Regions from separate parts of the Oryctolagus cuniculus genome. Here region 1 is linked to region 2. A link is a contact called in public Hi-C data. All regions are on one chromosome and are shown on one strand. The core of a region is the stretch at or near the end of the contact, and the rest is flanking DNA. Distances in the headings are between cores, read along the strand shown. Region 1 overlaps BCL11A (BCL11 transcription factor A). Region 2 holds the start of BCL11A (BCL11 transcription factor A).

What was found. Hi-C and Micro-C count contacts between places; a contact is called where the count stands out from the background.
Region 1: a Hi-C map of an unstated tissue shows a contact between it and region 2, with 2.4 times the contacts expected there. The contact joins the enhancer-like site here to the promoter of BCL11A in region 2. A contact is called at or near these places in 3 of 6 Hi-C or Micro-C datasets (ear pinna, liver and an unstated tissue).

Annotation. Positions count from the first base shown.
Region 1 is chr2:142,177,800-142,184,770 of mOryCun1.1, forward strand. All of the region lies in intron 2 of BCL11A (BCL11 transcription factor A), which reads left to right. Among named protein-coding and RNA genes, the nearest start is that of BCL11A, 68 kb to the left of the region's middle. Within about 2 kb of position 4,817, at least 1 of the 8 cell types and tissues checked has an H3K27ac peak or open chromatin away from gene starts, as enhancers often do.
Region 2 is chr2:142,110,046-142,116,589 of mOryCun1.1, forward strand. It overlaps BCL11A (BCL11 transcription factor A), which reads left to right and starts at 3,547. Exons shown (of 4, transcript XM_051838573.2): 1 at 3,547-3,738. The coding sequence starts at 3,684.

The DNA of each region.
Region 1 (6,971 bases), core at 3,567-6,066, 69 kb after region 2:
TTTGGTTTTGCTCTAGGTTTCATAAGGGCATCGTTTAGTTTTTCCTTAATCTGATTCTGCATTCATTTTTACCATCTACTGGGGATTAGTGTGTTCTATTATTCATGCTCTAGAAGAATCCCAAGGGAAGATAATCTCCATTCGAGGAGACGACAGAGATGACGCAAGAGCGACTGCCCACTGCACTGCTCCCCTGTGGAGGGTTCTCCCCAGGCGCTCGGTGTGTGCCATTGTGGGGTGCAGACATTAGTGCCAAGAGCTTGGCTAATTGACTTGCAAAATATAGGTTAGGCAGTTTTATGGGATACCAAATTATCTTACACTTTCTTTGATTAAAGACAAAATATACGAAGTAAATCATTATGTGGCAAAAGGTTAGCACTTCATGCACTTAGGGATGTCGTGCTGCCTTTCCCTCTGCTGCTCTGTGGGAAATAACTGGTCAAAACAGGGAAAACTCGCTGCTCACAAGCTCCCAGATGTCTGAACAGAGGAGGTAGGTGATAGGAGAGACATTTGCCTTAGCTTTGAGTTTCCCAAGTCTAGATTTGATGTACCCATTTTCTTTCAATATCTTAGATGGGTAAGTCTTAGAAATTCTCTCTTAAAGTGTGTGTGTGTGTGTGTGTGTGTGTGTGTGTCTTAAGTATGGGTTTCTTGAATTTCTCGCTTACGTCAGTACTTAACTACACATATGTGCCTGAAAGGAACTCTCACAATTTGGCCACCCCTTCTCTCTCAATGTGTGAGGAGGAGGCATGGGTGCCAAATTGGAGGTGGGGCAGAGTGGGCTAGTGGAGCTGCGATTGGTGTCTCGACTTGATGTGTGGGGAAGAGAACAAATCAGAAGTCTTCTCAGGAAATGAGATGAGGTCTACCCACAGAGCAGTGATCCTCAAAGCACCAGTACCAGGCTGCTTGGGGCGTCTTGGCCCTCAACACTTTTTTAGTCAAATCCATTTCTGAGTGAAGAACAGCTTGTCTACTCTTGACCTGCTGACAGGGCAGGGGTCTTTGTGATTTTGGCTGGATGTGGAAATAGATCCTTAACTATACTAACAAAATCTTTTTTTTCTTCTTCTTGTGGTTGGGAGAAAAGAGAACCAAAGCAGAATGTTGGAGAAAGAAAGTTAGGGAGAGAGACACTAAAATGTGCAGTCTCATTCCCCAACCTTCATGTCGAACATGGGAGTCAGACGTGGCAGGATGTGTTTCCAAAAGCAGACAAAGCCACCTACTTGGTGAAGGATCGATCTGAGGGGCCTGGAATTGCAGTGTAACCTTAGGGAAACCCTGTCCTTCTGGGATGAGCTCAGCCCATTGTTCACAGGGGGCATTGCTGGTATTTATAGCCTATGCCTGCCGGTCCCAGTGAAAGGCGCTTAACTTCTCACCCAGAATAGCAAGCATTGTTTCCCATATCTAGGTTGCTGGGGCAGCTTCTGAGGAACCTAGGAGTCGGTAGCTTTGTGACGTGGCATGGAGGGTTTTTCTTAAATGACTTGATTGGGTTTTGCCACATTTCATGTTATTTTTCAGATCTAGGTTTATTTTTCCTTTACACACAGGACCTAAAAGATTTGGAGATCTGGCTCGTGCAATCCTGTTTTCCCCTCAGCCTAGAAGACTTTCCTGGGCCTGCTTTCTGGAAGCAGCTGACCAGGCTCATAGCAGCAAGGAGGCTCGGGCCTCTCTGGAGTCCTCTTGTTTCACGCTGCGTCATAGTGCATTCTGGGTTTGTGTGCATGCATGGTCTGGCTTATGACATCTACCCAACCCCATCCTGTTGCATGTCGTAAGCTAGCAACTGTAAGGCCAGACTGCCATTACCTTCTGCCCACTCTCTTGTTTGCAGGGACCTCAAGGAAAAAGGGGCCTGCTTAGGGAATTGGGTTCTGGCCTGTGATGAGATGAGTCAGCTTGGAACTGTGGTTGCAAGGGACAGTTTGTTCTCCCCGGGCCATGCCTCGGTGGTGGCGATGGCAAGTAGTTTTCTTTTCTTTTTTTTTTTTTTTTAAGATTTATTTTATTTTACTTGAAAGTCACAGTTACAGAGAGAAGGAGAGGCAACGAGAGGGAGAGAGAGAGAGGTCTTCGATCCGCTGGTTCACTCCCCATATGGCTGCAACGGCCGGAGCTGCGTGGATCCAAAGCCAGGAGCCAGAAGCTTCTTCCAGATCTCCTACGTGGATGAAGGGCCCAAGGACTTGGGCCATCTTCTGCTGCTATCCCAGGCCACAGCAGAGAGCTGGATTGGAAGTGGAGCAGCCGGGACTAGAACCAGTGCCCATATGGGATTCTGGCACCGCAGGTGGCAGCTTTACTCGCGCTACAGCTCCGGCCCCAGCAAGTAGTTTTCATAGTTCCTATTTTGATTTAAATATTAGTCTATCTTGCTCTTGGTCAAGTCCTAGGCAAGTGCAGCACGGGATTTCTTTTTTGGCTTGAACCAGATGAAATATAGAGCACACGAGTACCCCATGGTCCTGGACACACAGCACCCCACCCCAGAGCAAATGTCCCATGACGACCTGTTCCCAGGTGAGAATTCCTAGCACGTGGAGATGTTGCAGTGGTGGTGAGGGCTGGAAACCTCAGACCCCTGTGCTCCCCCCCCCCCCCCCCCCACCAATGTACGCCTTCACTTAAGAAAAACAAGTGCACCATGCTGGAAGTATAGACTTGACCTCAGCTCACCAGGTGCAACTGCTGACCGGCACAAAATAATAGGAAATATTTTTTAAGAGGAGTGGGGGAGGGAGTTTCTGTTCCACCCTCACTGCTATTTCAATACCAGGCAACCTGCTGTATCTGTGGAACTCACTTCCCTTTCTGGTTTCCAGTAGCCCCGGCCCCTGGGGGCTGGAGGAGGGAAGGTGGGAGCTGGGAGGAGAGGATGGAAGGAGAGGTGGGAAGGAGAAGAACAGGGGAAGAGAGAAACTTGAGCTGTCCCTAGCGGAACGGGAGTGCAGATTTCATCAGGCCTCTTGGCCGGGGAGAAGCGGACGGACCTTGCTGTGACTTCCCGCGCAGCGGCCGCGGTGACTGGCTCCGCTGACACTGTCGCAGTCTGGACAACCCTGCCAGCTCCTGGAAGGGCGCCTTGACAACTGTCACAGGCGAGACACCGAAAGCATGAGCTGTCGATAGTGACCTGCGTTTGCAGCAAATCCGAGGGCCTTCTAATTAATGGAGGCGCTCTGCTGTTCGACAAGCCCCTCGCACGCGGGCAGTGTCACCGTGCAGATCCTCGTCACGTGTAACAAGCTTCTGGCTCCGAGCAGCAGCCGTGCCACCAGCGCGCTCGTGAGGGTTCAGTTTCAAGGGGGTGGGAGGGGTGGAGGGGAAGCAACCCAGAAAGAAAAAGAAAGAGGAACAAGAAGAAAAGGAAATAGGAGAGAGAACGAAAAAAGCCCTCACGGCAGTGCTCGGGCAAGGGGCTCAGAGCGCATCCCCGAATGCCTCCTTCGTTGCCGGCCGAAGCGTTCGGAACCTTCTCTTTGAGGCTTTCCTGACTGTACTCTCGCTGCTAATACGCCAGCTCATTCATCCCGTGTTTCCTGGAGACGAGCGTCCTCTGTGAGTTATTTCTGACCACTGCAGCGTTCCACGGGGCCTGAATTGTCCAACGCAGGGCCCCAACTCCAGTGTTACAATCAAAGCACGCAGCGGAGACATCCACCTCGCTGGGTCTTTCCTTGGAGGGAGGGACAGACGGGACTAAGGGAACTGCAGCAGTACCCTGGGCCAGCCTGAGGTCACCTGGACTTGCCTGGACTTAGGCCTCCTGACCCTGGCCCACGCTGTCTGCACAGGGCAGGGGGTTTTGAGTCCTGCTTCAGGGGATTGATTAAAGCAATGCTTGAAGGCCTGTGTGGAGCCATCGTTTCCCTGTCATCTTTTCTGGGTGTTCCCTCTGGGAAGACCACCTCTCTGCCCCCACGTACGAGTTAGAGGGGTCAGTGCTGGGCACCCTGAAGGCCGGCCGGCCGGTCTTGTTCACGAAGCAGCAGCATACTCTTGCCTGTATTGATTCTCTCTGAGCTCCCCGCACTATCCTGGCAATTATTCATGGGAAATAAAATAATATAAATCACGCTGCCTGATTCTTCTCAAACATCTCACAAAGTAATCACAGGGTGAGCTGCAGGTTTCCTTGCGGTGCCTTTATCAGTAAATCAGATTCTGAGCATTTATCAGCAAAAGTTAGATTTAAGCATCATTCCTGTAATGTTTGAAAGAAAGAAGATTTGTTTCGGTGGGGACTCTGCCAATCAATGATCTTCCAGCCTGACTCTGCTATCAATTATTGCTGCAATTATTTGTCTAGTTGGATATTTAAAATGTCATCAGAAAGAGATGATTACATATTCCAGAAAGCAAGGCACTGTATAATCAGATGAACTGAATCCAGTTAAATGTAGTGTAGTCCCAACCTGTCCTTCAAAGTAGAATTTCTGAGCTACAGCTGAAGCCGCAGCCTTCGGCCTGCTTTTAGGAAGCTCGTCTTAACCTTGGGATGCAGTATGCTGCTGGGGTCGGGCGATACTCAATTATGGGGAACTTTCCAACTCTGAAAATGGAATTGCTCCTTCAGATACACGAGAAGTGCATTTTGGTTATCTCATTCAATTCATCTGCAAGTCTATAAATAAGCAGTCCCTCTATTCTTCTTGCTTCCTGTGCATGTAAATGCCAAATCCTGATTTGTGGTGAAGTTGTCACATGCCCCTTTCCCACTCTCCGAGCCTGGTGCCCAGGAACTAAGCAATGGCAGTAGAAATTACAACTGTTTGGAAGCCAAGAAAAAGCTCCGTTTCTCACTTTTCTCCAGTTCCGGATATTCTCGGCTCTGCTCCATCTCTCAGCCTCCTCCCCACACACCACCTCCACTGCACACCCTCCTTCTGTCCGCTCCACGAACAGGAAACAGAAATTCAGCTCCAGTTTCTTTTTGCATGGAGGAAAAGAAACCACAACCTGAAAAACAACCCAGAAATTTCCAGCCAAACTCGGCTCCCAGATAGAATGGTCCCAAATGTACTAAACTCATAGAAAAGCTCCAGTTTAAGAGATCTGTCTCTCTGAGGAGCTGAATGCCACCTCTGAAAGTGACAGACGTCCATCCCCATCTTTTTTTTTTTTTTTTTTTTGACTCTGGATGAGAACCAGGCAGAGGTTCTAAGGTCTCCGTATCTAGATAGGGTTCACGAGTGTGAGAATGCCTGTAGGACCACCTGATGAGGAGGGTTTTCTCAGAGGGCGGGCAGGGCTCTTACCAGTCCTGGACACTGTGCTAGTCCAAAGACTGTCTGTCCCACGAGGATATAAGAGGTATTCAGTGTCTGGGCTTTTGGTGCAACAGTTAAAAAGCTACCTGGAACCCCTGCATCCCCTGTATCGGTGTGCTTGGGTTTGAGGTAGAGCTCCACTCCTTATTCCAGCGTCTTGCTAACGCACTCCCTGGGAGATAGCAGGTGATGATGGCTCCAGTAGCTGGGTTCCTGCCACCCATGTGGGAACCCTGGATGGAGTTCCTGTCTCCTGGCTTCAGCCTGGCCCAGCTGGTGGGGATTTGAGGAGTGAATCAACGGATGGGAGATCTCTGGCTGGCTGGCTCTGTCCCTCTACCTTTCCAATACATAAGATCAAAAAAACTTTTTAAAGAAAAGTAATCTCATCTATAAAAAGGTATTGGAGATGGCAGGGCTCTGGGTTGTGTGTGCGGAAGCTACAGGAGAGAGAGAGATGAGAATGAGAATCTTCCATCTGCTAGTTCACTTCCCAAATGACCACAACAGCTGGGCCAGGCTGAAGCCAGGAGCCTAGATCTCCATCAGTGCCTTCCACGTGGGTGGGTGGCATGGGTCCAAATACTTAGGCCATCCTCCACTGCCTTCCCTGGTGCGTGCACAGGGATCTGGATCAGAAGCTCAGCAGCCAGGACTCAAACCAGTGCCCCGATATGGTATACCAGCATTGCATGTGGCGGCTTAACTCACTGTGGCACAACACTGGCTCCCCAGGAAACTTTAAAATACTCATAATGCATCAAAATGGAGAAGAAACAGTGTCCCTGCCACAGTTGCTCTTAGCTAGGGGCCAGCCACAATTAGCCTTGTCCCCACTTCTTCACTGTCCTTTCTTAGAGACTCCTCCAACTGGTGCCTGGGGGACTCACTTGCAGCCCGTGGTGACCTGGGTCAGTTGATCACACTGCCTTATTGGGGGTGGGGGGATGTTGAAATTACTTTGATCCTTGAGAGCATGTTTATATGCTTGTGGTGGGTGAAGTGTAGCGTGTGAAAACCACAAAACAGAGGCGTGAAGGACTCGGTTTAACTCTTGGGAGACATAAGTGAGGCCCCGAGTTCTGAATGTCTTTGCTTTTTCTGTATTTGTTTCTCTTCCCACATCTTGCAGCATATCCCATGCAGAGCCGTGCTGGTGTGTGTGTAGGGGTGGAGGTCCTGCAAGTCCATGGCCATGGTTTCCCACTCCAGGACCCCTGCAGGTCATTTGGCTGGGATCCCCCAGCCTCCCAGAGCATGTGGGGGCTTTGCATTCCTTCTTATCTGGGCTGTGGCTCAGCTGGGATCTGGTGCAACTTGGACTACCAGGTGTAGGTTGCTGCAAGTGCTCCCCCTGCAGCTGAGGCAGACAGGGGCATCCAGCCAACTTTGACTGCACCTTCCATGCCCAGAGTCCTGGCCTGATTATAATGCCCTTCGAATGGAGCAAACCATTATATGAATGAATGGTCGTCACAATGTTCTTTCTTTCGGAGTAGAAAGCTGGGGGTGCAGGTGGGGGATGAGAATAAAGGAAAAGGAATGATTGCTTAAAAAGTCAAGAGGGGAAGAGGAACGGGACCCCGACTAGTAATTGTAACAATTCATCAGAAGACTTAAGGAAATCTGACATCCATTGTAGCTCTTCTAACAGTAATTGCACAGCATTTGGAAAGTGAA
Region 2 (6,544 bases), core at 2,297-4,796:
ACACACACACACACAGATCTCCCCTCCCCCACGTGGGCTCTTCTGAGAGCATCCCGCGGCGATGAGGGAGGGGGCTTCCCGATGGGCAAGGGCGTGGGGACCAGGGAGGGTCCGTGCTCGAATGCCGATGCCCCGGGTTCCAGGTCTGGGTGAAATCTGGCTGGGGGAGGGGCAGGTGTGGAGGGCAGTTCCCATTCCACCCTGGGCATTTTATGATGGCGAAATTAAATATATGTTAATGCTGCTTCCCTCTGCATGGGCACCCAGGGAAAGCAGCTGCAAAACTGGCTTTTTAATGTATGTTTTAAGATGTGGTTTCGGAAGGAACCCCCCCTGGAATCTGAAACAAGTGCAGTAACATAGCAGACCTACTTGTAACTAAGTGCTTAATTTCCTATGATTTTTTTAAAAAGAAAATCAATAAAATGTTGCCAGTTATTTATTGGAAATAACCACAGATAGCGGCCCTGATAGGGTGCCGGTTTTAGAGAGCACACAATTGTGTAATGAATTGTAATTCAGAAGACTGTTAAATGTGAACCACAGAACCTTTCAGAGGCAATAAAGTCATTACCTTTTACACTACAGGCAACCCTGAAAAGCTTTATACACGCCATTCTATATAAATCATGCGCATCTAGTATTTATTTCCACAACCCAAGTCGTCCACTTAGATTTCTTCCCCGTCCGTGGACGGCTGCGGATGGATGGGGACACTCCTGAAACCCGCAAAGCCCGGTTCCGAGAGGATCCGGCTCACTATTGTTACCTGCAGGAGCCTTGATTTCATTATTTATTCTCCAAGGCCTCCTCCCGGTCGCACTGTCTTCCTCCCTCTCCTCACCTTCCCTCAGAGCCCCCCCTCCACCCCCGCCGACCCGCCCCGCCCCTCCCCCGCGGGGACACTCATTCAGTTGGTGGCTCCGAGGCTGGTTGAACACGACAAAAACCAGACCGCGGTGGCGGAGCGCTGACCTGCTCCGAGGAACTCGATGAAAAGGGGAAATGGTGTCACGCACACGCTACAGCGCTCAACTGCAAGGGAATCTTCCTGGCTCCCAAACAGAATTTGAGCTTCTCACCCCCCCTTTAACGGGGCAGGGGGCTTGGGAGGGGGGAGACCATTACAACCACAACAGACCCATTTCCACGAACCCAGGCCAGCCCGCCCCTCTCCCGACGTTGAGCATCTAAGCCCTCCCTGCCTTGCTGAGGGGCCCGAAGCTGCGCCGAGCGAGCGAGCCAGCCACTCATTTTCGAATGGGTCTGAAACTTTGCTGAGACGACCCCGGGCTAAACAGCCGCTGGCCGGCGGGGCTGGGCGGTGGGTGAGCGCGCGCACGCCCGGGGCCCTGGCTTAAAACAATGAGGCACCCCCCGCCCCGGGCGGGCGGATGAAATTTGCGGACACCGCGCCCCTTGGCCCGCGAAGGGGCCGTGCAGCCGCGAGAGGGGAGCGCGGCTCGGGCTCGCAGATCCACACTCACGCACGTCCACCTGCAGCGCGGCGACTGGCGGTCGGGCAGGCTCACCCAGCGCCCTGAGTGCAGCGCGCAGCCCCGGGTGCACGTCCGCCCCCCGCACCCGGCCCTTCCCGCTCGGGATGGCAGCGCAGTCTCCCCGGCGGCGGCGGCGGCGTCGGCGGCAGGGTGGCGCAGGCAGGCGGGGAGGCTGGGAGGCGGGAGCCGCCCGGGGACTTTGCAGGCACGTTTCTGAATAAACTTTCCAATCGCAGGGGGTGCTGTTGCTGTACATTTTACGTAAAACTGAAAGTATCCCACGCCAGAGTGAAGCCCGCTTTTTGACAGCGGCAGCGCGCGCGTGTGTGCTTGTGTGCATTAAAGAGACAGGGGTTTATTTCCAACAGGTCTTCCCCTAATTTCCAGGGAACCTGGACAGACGGGCGAGAGGGGGCTGCGGGCTGCGGGCTGTGCGCCCCGGCCGCCGGCACTGACCCCGGGGCGGTCAGCTCACCGCCGTGGCCTCCGCTCTGCTCCTGCGGAGCCGGCCGCTCGCTTTCCTTTCCCCATTTTTTCCTTCCCCGGGTAACAGCGCAGGAACAGTTGGGCTCTGCCCGTAGGAAACATTTTCTTTCCGCCCTTCTGTGCGTTCGCGGTTGCTCTGGAGTGGGAGGGGGGTGTGTCCCTCCCCGGGACCCGAGTCGGGGACCTCCTGCGGCCCCAGGAACAGCTTCCCAGGGGCCGGGACTCCCGGGACTGCCCGCGCTTTGTCCTTCGGCCCTCGGCCGCTCGGAGAGGTGGACCTCTAGGCGCCTCCCTCGCCCCAGCCCCCGGCGCCCCCCTCTCGGGGCTGGATCGAGCCCTGACTCCGGCTCCGCGTTCTTTATTCCTCGACCTCTCTCTCTGTCTTTCGGCGACCCTGGGGAAGCCTGGGACCCGGTGCTTCCAGTTACATTCAGACTCCGCCGCTTGTTGGGGCGCTTAGATCCCTGATCCCAGGCTCGGCTTTGGGGGCGCCCTCTCGGCCCTCGGGCCCGGGCCTGCGCCGCCTCCCTCATCCCAGCTCCCTCTCTCTAGGTTGCTCTGGCTCCAGGGAGGCCCGGGCGCTGCCCTTCCGGACCCTCAACCCTCTAAACTTGGGCTGGATCACGCCTCGCCGCGCGCTCCCTCTTGTCTCCCCTCGCCCGCTGCGGAGCTCCAACTTGGAGGCTCAGCTCTCAACTTCGGGTGATTTTTCTCTGCTAGCTTCTCCTTCGGCAAAGTTTCCTGAGCGCAGCCGCGGGCTCGGGGCTTTCACTGGGGCCCCGGGCGTCTGCACGCGGGGCGCGAGCGCGGCGGCGGGGAGGGGAAGTGGGTGTGCGCACGGAGGAGGGTGTCCGAGAGCAACTCTACCTGGCTTCCCTCCGCCCGCGCTTCCCCGGCCCCGGGCTGCAGCCTCCTGGTGCACTCCTTTTATTATTTTTTCTTTCTTTCTTTTAAAAATAATCTTTCTTTTGGGATCCGCGTATGGGGGGGAGCAGGGCGCACGTCTTGCTCCCCCCTACTCCTCCCTCCCACCCCCGCCGCCCCTTTCTTCTCTCCCCGCCACGCCACCGCCGCGGCGCTCGCTGTGGCCACTGGTGAGCCAGCGGCCCCAAAGCCCCCTCCCCTCTGCCCGCCCCTCCCCCAGGGGCCGCGTCTGGCGTCTGCAGAGCCCCCCGCCCCGCACCTCCCCCGCCCCGCACTGGCCATTGGCTTGTCCTGGTCTCTTTTTCATGTCCAGCCCCTGATGTGTGTCCATTGGTGTGAGCTTCCCCTTCCCTCCTCCCCTTCTCTCCTGCTCGCCCTGCCCATGTTTTGTGTGTCTCTGTCCATCCAGACTCCTGACGTTCAAGTTCGCAGGGACGTCACGTCCGCACTTGAACTTGCAGCTCAGGGGGGCTTTTGCCATTTTTTTCATCTCTCTCTCTCTCTCCCTCTATCTCTCTTCTCTCTCTCTCTCTCTCTTTTTTTTTTTTTTGCTTTAAAAAAAAAAAAGCCATGACGGCTCTCCCACAATTCATCTTCCCTGCGCCATCTTTGTATTATTTCTAATTTATTTTGGATGTCAAAAGGCACTGATGAAGATATTTTCTCTGGAGTCTCCTTCTTTCTAACCCGGCTCTCCCGATGTGAACCGAGCCGTCGTCCGCCCGCCGCCGCCGCCGCCGCCGCCGCCGCCGCCCGCCCGCCCCGCAGCTCACCATGTCTCGCCGCAAGCAAGGCAAACCCCAGCACTTAAGCAAACGGGAATTCTCGCGTAAGTAACCCAATAATAGTATTAATAATTATTAATAATCACGAGAGTGCGCAGGACGAGGAGCAAGAGCAAGGGGGAGAGAGGGGTGTGTGCATGCATTTTTAAATTTTTCACGAGAAAAACCTCTGAGAGTCGAGTAAAAGAGATTAAAAGGGGGGGGACCCCTCATCCGATCTCGAAACAGAGCTGTGTGTGCACTTTTGAGGTAGCACATACCTTTTACATTTTATTTAATTTTACAAAAATTGGACTCCTCCTCCTTTCCGCCGCTTTATTTCTTTTCGAAAGGGAATGAAATGATCCCCCCACTCCCCAGTTTTGCAAAAATAATGAACAATGCTAAGGATGCGGACAACTCATATGCAAACCTGGAGGTGGAAGCTGGGGGGGGAAAGGGGGGTTGCTTCCACTCGCCGCAGGAAAATGGAGGGGTCCGAGTGAGTTCAAGTCTCACAAACAATTCCTGGGGAGAGAAGTGCGACTGGCCCTTGCACACCGGCGCGCTCACTGGCGAGTGTGCACGGGGAGCAAAGTAGTCATCCCCACAATAGTGAGAAAGTGGGACTGAGCGAAGGGCCTCCGGAGCTCCAGAGTCTGCCGAGTCGGGAGAGGGGCCGCGGCCGCGGGGAGAACGGGGTGACCGGGAAGCACGGGGGAGGCGGCCGGCGCTGCCGCCTTTTGTTCCGGCCTGAGGTGGGTGTTTGTCCCGCTTGCCTTTTGTGCCGGCTCCTCGAGCTGGCCCTCCTGCGCCGCCGCCGCCGGCGAAGGGCAGGAGCAAGGGCCAGGGGAGGAGGCGGCCAGGGGCACGCGGGAGCTGGAGAGAGCGAGCCCGGGCCACCGCCGCCCGGGTGGCCACTGCCCGCCCCTCCCCGCCGAACCCCAGAGGCAGCGAGGCGGCGTGCAAAATAAACAAACAAAATAAAGAAAAAATAGAAAAAAAAAAAAAAAGAAACAAGGAAAGAGAATGTAGTTTCTTGCCCCCAAATAGATGCCAGACGCTCAGCCAGTCCTCCTGCAACGCTTTCCTCTTTGACTCCCCCCCAAAAAATCTTGCAATCTCTGATTGAGGGAAAAAAACACCCCCTTCCCCAAACCCTCTCAGTTGCAAACTTAGAGCGCCAGCGGCGCAGAGAGGGAGCGAGGAACTCCCTCCTCTTACTATTTTTTGGAAGATTTTCAAAAAAAGTGGAAGTGGATTTTGATTGGGAAAAATCTCGTGTCTGAATGTTTACAAGCACCGCGTGTGCGGGAGCCTCCTGCCAACAAACAGACAGAGGACCGAGCGCGGCGCGGCAGCCCCGGAGCAGGCGGCCGCGGCGGCCCGGCCTCGCCCGGGCCTTGCCCGACCTCGCCGCGCCCAGCCCAGCCCGGGATCGCCCACCGGGCGCCCGCCGCCCACCCGCGGGGCACAGCAGCAGGCCGCGCTGCGACTCCCGCGCCAGCCTGGCCCGCGGTCTGAGTCCGCCCCAGCACAATGCCCAGGGCTCCATCCCAACCTCGCAGGCTGGGAGATCTGCTGGGTGGAACTCGGCTTTGGAAAGCATTTTTTTTTTTTTTTATTTTGCAAAGCAGCTGTAGAAGCACGTTCGCGCCCCCTCCCCTCGGCCCAGGGTACTCTCAGACTCCTCTTGTCCACGGCTCTGGACGGCGAGGAGGTCACCACGTGCTCCCCCCCACCCCCCCCGCCAGCTGCCCACAGCTTCAGACTGCGGCCAGGCCAGGTAAGGGTGTGTGGGGGGCACGCAGAGAAGTGTGTATGCATTTTGGGAGCGCTGGTTCCTGACACCCCACGCACCCCACTCCAGTATTCTTGTCCTTTACCCTGGGCCTGGCTCGGTCAGAGGTCCTTGAGAGTCTATATAAGGGGTGGTGGCTGCAGTGGCTGTCCGGACGAGCGCGCCTGGAATGGCGAGCGGTGGGCACTTGGGAAAGTTTGTTCTCCAGGGAGAGAAAGGCGTGAGAGGGCCCGCATCGACCCTCCCCCCCCCCCCCCCATTCATGACTCTTATTCTAGTTTTTGATGCAATTTTTAAGGACCACCTATACTCAATTCTGTATTTCTTTTTTTAAAGGGGGAGGGTGGGCACAGAGGAGCGAATTTTTCACTGGGCCCTGGAACTTGTCACACACTTCCGAAGCTCCCCCGCCCCGGCACATCGCGGGGCCCTCCCTCTCCCCACCCCCGCGCATCCCTCCCTCGCCGCTCTTCCCCGCCCCCCACTCCCCCGGCTGCGCCGGATGCGGAGCAGACGCGGCGCGCGGCGGTGTGAAGTTACAGCCCGGCCAGGTACCGGCGGGAAGGAAGGGCAGTGTTCGCAGGACTCGGGAAAGCCCGGCCCTTCTGGCGAAGGATGCACTGGGGGCTCGAAGGACAGACAGGCGCGCAGTGCGGGCTGCTCGCTCTTGATCCCTTGCTTCTCGGGCCCATCTCGGGACACTCCAGGCTGGGAGGGTTAGCGGCCCCCTTCCTCCCCCACCCCCCAGCCTGCCCCGGGCCCTGGGTGCGGGCACCGGGAGGGCAGAGGTCACTGCTTGCCTCGTTTTCTGGATGCGCAGAGGGGGGCGGGAGCCATCCTGTGCCTCGGGACCCCCCACCCCCACCCCCTGCTTTCGCTACGTGGGCTGAATGAGCCGTTCGGTCGCTAGGAGGCAGAACAAGATCAAGAAAGCTCAGCGAACTTGAACCTGTACCAGAACCCCCCCCCCCACCCCCCGCTCGGCTTTTCTCGGCCAGGGAGGGACCAGCGTTGCGAGGGTGGGGGTGGGGGGGAAGCGAACGGTTAGGCAGAATTCCCTCCCCTCCATC